Regions from separate parts of the Rattus norvegicus genome. Here region 1 is linked to region 2. Evidence: chromatin contacts called from public Hi-C data. All regions are on one chromosome and are shown on one strand. Each heading gives the region's core, a stretch centred on a gene start, on an enhancer-like site or on the middle of the called end of the contact. The rest is flanking DNA. Distances are from core to core; before and after follow the strand shown.

Region 1 (2,700 bases), core at 63-2,562, 180 kb before region 2:
CTGGAGTCCCGCAGGTGATTAGGACTTGGGCTGCTCGCCTGCCGCATTGAGAAGGGAGGGAGGAAGGGAGGGAACAGGGGAGACGACACCTCGGTACTGTCCCCGTCCCGAGGCCGGATCCATACATCACACCATTCGAGAAGCTCACGTTTTCCCAGCTTTTCTCACACTGAATCACTTCCTTTGTTTAGAGGAGGGGGTAGGGGAGGAGACGGAGGGCGACGAGGGAGGGGCCCGCGAGTGCCGCCGCCGCCCCCGCCCCCTCCCTCTCCGGTGTGCGGAGCCCGATTGTCACTCAGCTCCCGCGCCGGGGGCGACGAAGGCGCGGGCGCCAGAGTGGAGTCTCGGCTGGCTACCACCCCCTGGACCTAACTGGGTAACCCTGGGTTCCCCTGGCATCCTCTGAGTGAGCGACTGCCCAAGGTTTCGAGGTCTAGGGATACTTGGCTAGACTGTTCAGGTGGCCAGGAGCTCTGCCAGCTTTGGTGTGACCTTGGGTAAGTCTGTGGCTCAGTTCGTGCACCACGAATGTGCAGGAAAGGGGTGGATGAAACGACTGGGATCCCCCACTTGGGGCAGTCAATGGGCAAGGATTCTGGGCAGAGCTGAAGCGGGACCAGGCTACTGTTAAGATTCGGGCACCGGCGGCGTCCCAGGTGGGTGGGCACAGGGTAGGCGTGCGCGCACGCGGGGAATGGGAGCCCGTGGACCCGGCAGGTCCTGGGCTTAGTCCCTCAGAATCACGCCTGCCATCCAGTCCCAGGTATGAAACAGGGGCACTACCTCTTTAAACGCGTCCGGGGCTGAGCCTCTGCCACACCATGTGATTGCTTGAAAGGCCGGGCTGGGAGCGCAGCGGCGGGAGCCTGGAGAACGATGAGCCGATGCGCGCGCGGTGCCCAGAGCCCAGCCCTGCCCGGCGCGGCTCCGGAAAGCCGCCCAGGGAACTTAGGGCAACGCCTTTGGGACCCCCTACTGGTTGGTAGGCAGGATGGTGAGCTCCTTGCCTCTGGGTAGCGGACACCTGTGGGCCGCGTGGATGCACAGGGGATCCTTGTGGAGTAAGTGTACTGGGAGCCACCTCACACCTGATACAAAAGCCAGTGGTGGAGTGAGTGCTGCTATTTTAAGTTGCTGAATGGAACCTCTAAGGACAAGGGGAGGGGACAGAGGTTAAGCAGATAGTGAGCCTGAGTGCTGCCAGGGGCTGGCCAGGCACTGCATCCGTTTACTGGGGCACATCTTCGCAGGGCTGCCTATGTTCCCCTCCTTCCCAGGCTGGCATCCCCACCGCAGGCTTCCTGACCACAGGTGCTGGCCTCGTGCCCCAGGGCGCCTGTCTGCTGATGTGCCCAGCTCCTGCCCACCATGCCGCCCTACATCTCGGCCTTCCAGGCTGCCTACATTGGCATCGAGGTGCTCATTGCCTTGGTCTCTGTGCCCGGAAATGTACTGGTGATTTGGGCTGTGAAGGTGAACCAGGCACTTCGCGATGCCACCTTCTGCTTCATCGTGTCACTGGCGGTAGCTGATGTGGCCGTTGGCGCCCTGGTCATCCCACTGGCCATCCTTATCAACATTGGGCCACAGACCTACTTCCACACCTGCCTCATGGTGGCCTGCCCTGTCCTCATCCTCACCCAGAGCTCCATTCTGGCTCTGCTCGCCATTGCTGTGGATCGATACCTCCGAGTCAAGATCCCTCTCCGGTGAGTGCACAGCAGCCCAAGGTACTCTGTGAAACCCGATGTTGGGTGGCTTGGGGGATGAGCTAGAGAAGACAGAAGTGCATAAGCCCCCAAGTCAGTCAGGTATTCTCTGGCCATTTGGATCCCAGCCCACATCTCCTTCCTGGGCTCTGTGTGGGGATGCTCAGCAGAGCTGCGGCTGGAGAAGCAGGAGGGGGCTGGGTGTCCAGAGAATTACCATCCCGACAGTGCCCATGACCTCAGTGCTGAAGCCTCTGCAACCAGAGGGTCTTGGGGAGCAGGTGAAGTAGGGCCTGGAGTGGGGTTGGAACATCTGGAGGAGCTAGTGAGACAAGGGACAGTGAGTGTAGGCTTGGGAATGATCCCGGTTCCACCAGTCTGGGAAAGGAGGAGAGAACTCCAGGAGAGAGATGAGGACATGTTGAGGGTGGCACACCAGGACCAAGGGTGCTGCTGCTTCTTGGACCAGACCAAACTGGCTTCCGGAAGGCACTGTTTAGCTCACTTGTTCAGCAAATGTTTTTGTACCAGCCAGCTCCACCCTCCGGACTGTCCTGCTGAGCCCAGAGGGCTAGTTGCCTCTGCCTGGCTCCCCCTGAGGGAATCTTTTTGCAGGCAGAGAGAAGGCTGGTGGCTGACCTTCCTGTTCTGGCTGTTGCTTTTGCTGTTTCTAGGCAGCTCCGGGTGGGAAGCTTAATGGTGGCAGCCCTCGTCGTGGGGGGTCCATCTCCCTTGAGGATCCCTGCCCAGGCCTACCAAGCCATAATCTTGGCACCAGACAGTGCCTGGGTCACCAAAGGCCAGCAAGTGCCTGGGCACACTGCCAGGAGCTAGCTCTGCTGGGACACTCTTTTGAGTGCTTTTCCCCCTCTTTGAATTCTTGTCATCAGTAGGTTTTCTGAGGGTGAGTTTTAGCCATCTTTAGCACCTGCCATTCTGTGCAGCTTCCTAGCTCCCCTGTCAGGGACGTGAGGCCTCTGGTCTCACTTGG
Region 2 (2,700 bases), core at 3-2,502:
GTAGACCCATGTTTGAAGACAGACAAAGACAGAACGATGGGTCTGGGATTCAGGAGCCTGGTGCAAGGCTCTATCTGTGCTCTCAGACATTTGGGTCACTTTTCTTCTCTGCTGTCTCAGTCACTTCACAAAACAACTAGGGAAGGATTCCGAAAAACGGTTTAAAGCGCCGTACCTACTCCGAGATAGTGCAAATGTGTGGACACAGAGACTGGCTAGCACAGCAGCTGTCTCCATCTTGCTGGGAGGTGCCAGCGGTGGGTGTTGTTACCCCAATTTGCAGAGGAAATTGCAACTCAGACAGCCTCGTGATGACTGGTCCAGAATTATGCAGCAAGCAGAGGATGAACTGAGAAAGGGAGCCTTCTACTCCTGGCCTACTAGCCCATCCCCAACGACCTACTCTGTTAGTTAACCAGAGTTCAGCTCCCCAGCTGCCCCTCGGGGGGCTTGGATTTTTCCATTTAACCTATTTCTGAAGAGGAAAAACAATGCAGGTCAAGGGATTTTCCCTCAGTGACAGCCTGAGAACACAAAGCCCAAGGATTGCGGCTTAGTGAGCTGCCCCAGACCGCGGGTCTCTCTTCCCAGAGGCCCTGGCTCTGCTTAAGGCTGGCCAGAAGCCGAGGAGGAGCGTGGGGGCAGAGCTCCCCAGAGGCGCACAGATGGGCAGGCTGGGCCGGTAGCCGGCCTTTCAGCAACCTTTTTGTTTGGCAGCCAAACAGCCAGCGTCAGCTCGCCTGCCTCTCACCTCCTGGGCCTCGCCCTTCCCCCCAAGGAGGTGGGGGAAGCTGATGATCTCCTGAGCCACCCGGCCTTCCTCCTTTATGGGGGGTTGGAGAATGAAAGAAGGCCTGCAACTGGTGTGGGGCAACTGTTGCCATCTGTCTAGTGGGACGTCACTAGGCAGGGTCTCGCCCATTCACTCTTCACGCACCGCTGGGCCCCGGCCTTTTGTCGCTGGGGCCGGGTGGCTGCGGGAGGGAGGGCAGCAGGAGGAGGACGCACAGTTTCTTTGTGTCTAGACTAAACTTTCAGCTACTCACCAGGGTTATTTGCATGAGTGAGGAGGCTGACCAAGCCCCACACCGCTCAGGTGATTGACAACTCCTAGTCTCACTTTGGCTTAACGGAGTTGAAAGCAATGGCGCTCTCTCCTCCACCGAGGCTGGTCTTCCGTCTGGTCCCTCTGTGAGTGCATAGTGGATCTGATGGCTTTCTCCCTACTACTCCTCACCCCCAAACCCCGGACTGTGCTTGGCAGACAAGGAGGCAAAAGCAGGAGCAAAGCTCTATCTGCCAGAGCCCGGCAGCTGAGCCAGGGAAAGAAAAGCTGAAGAGAGGCGGTGGGGTTGGCAGCTCTCCAGCCCAGCTCCTGGGCTTTGAATAACACCCCAGGCCCGGGGCTGGGATCAATGCGGGGGAAGCTTTGGGGCATTTAATTATTTAAAGGTCTCAATAAAGGACCTAAGTCCCGGAGGAAGGGGGGGGGCAGACAGATGGTGTGCTCCCTCCATGAGCTGGGAAAGGGTGCAGGCTGGGGGTGGGGGTGACAGAGAAGGGGAGGGAAAGAGAGAAGGAATTGCTTGTAAAATCGGACTGCCTGCCAAGTTCTCAGGCACTCCTGTACCTCTGCCTGTCACTCCTTAACTTCCAAGTTGGCGTCTGCCCTATTTTGGAAATAGACCATAAAGCTCTGAAGTTTGGGGGAGCATCTCTGACACTTGAAGATGCTCTACACTGGTTCAGTTAACCAGGACTGGACACGTGGGTGAGAAGATTGTCTTTGGACTTCTTCTTTTCTCCTCCTCCCCCTCCTCCCCCTCTTCCTCCTCCTCTTCCTCTCCTCTTCCTCCTCTCCTCTTCCTCCTCTCCCCCCTCCTCTTCCTCCTCCTCTTCCTCCTCTCCCCCTCCTCCTCCTCTTCCTCTCCTCTTCCTCCTCTCCTCTCCTCCTCTCCCCCTCCTCCTCTTCCTCCTCCTCTTCCTCCCCTCTTCCTCCTCTCCCCCCTCCTCCTCTTCCTCTCCTCTTCCTCCTCTCCCCCTCCTCCTCCTCTTCCTCCCCTCTTCCTCCTCTCCTCCCCTCTTCCTCCTCTCCTCCCCTTCCTCCCCTTCCTCCTCTCCTCCTCCTCCTCTTCTGCTCCTCCTCCTCTTCTTCTCCTCCTCCCCCCTCCTCCCCCTCCTTCTCGCCCTCCTCCTTTTCTGGTCCTCCTCCTCCTCCTCTCCTCCTCTTCTTAAATTGGGGTAAAATTCACTAAAATGAAACATTCTCGTTTTCTCTAGCCCTCCCCCATTCCCTCCTAACTCTGAGGGGGGCTGGACCTAGCCCCCCTATGATCTGCCTCCTGGGCACTAGGACTTAAGGCCTGGGTGCCACCACACCTGGCTGAGCCACCACTTTCTTGGCAACACTGGAGGAAGGGCTGCTTTGCAGGGAGGAGGACAAAGATTCACTAAGTCATCCAGACTGGCCTCAAAGTCATGGTCCTCCTGCCTCAGCCAACCAAGTACTAGTGTTACAAGAGCACACCTGGCAGGAAGATTACAACTTGATGATCAAGACTGGGAGGGATCCCAGGGGAAGACATATTACCTATGTGCACCTCCTGCTGTTCTGCTGACAGCCCTGTGACCGCAGGGGTTATGCAGCTTCTCAATGGCTTTGACGTGATGATAAACGTTCCTCTGCTCAGTTCTGCTGTG

The links. Hi-C and Micro-C count contacts between places; a contact is called where the count stands out from the background.
Region 1: a Hi-C map of frontal cortex shows a contact between it and region 2, with 3 times the contacts expected there. The contact joins the promoter of Adora1 here to the enhancer-like site in region 2. A contact is called at or near these places in 2 of 12 Hi-C or Micro-C datasets (the A7r5 cell line and frontal cortex).

Annotation. Positions count from the first base shown.
Region 1 is chr13:48,245,443-48,248,142 of GRCr8, reverse strand. Adora1 (adenosine A1 receptor) reads left to right here and starts at 1,312. Exons shown (of 2, transcript NM_017155.3): 1 at 1,312-1,709. The coding sequence starts at 1,369.
Region 2 is chr13:48,070,148-48,072,847 of GRCr8, reverse strand. It overlaps LOC120096251 (a long non-coding RNA gene), which reads left to right. Exons shown (of 2, transcript XR_005492457.2): 1 at 1-1,191. Among named protein-coding and RNA genes, the nearest start is that of Btg2, 16 kb to the left of the region's middle. Within about 2 kb of position 1,252, at least 47 of the 93 cell types and tissues checked have an H3K27ac peak or open chromatin away from gene starts, as enhancers often do.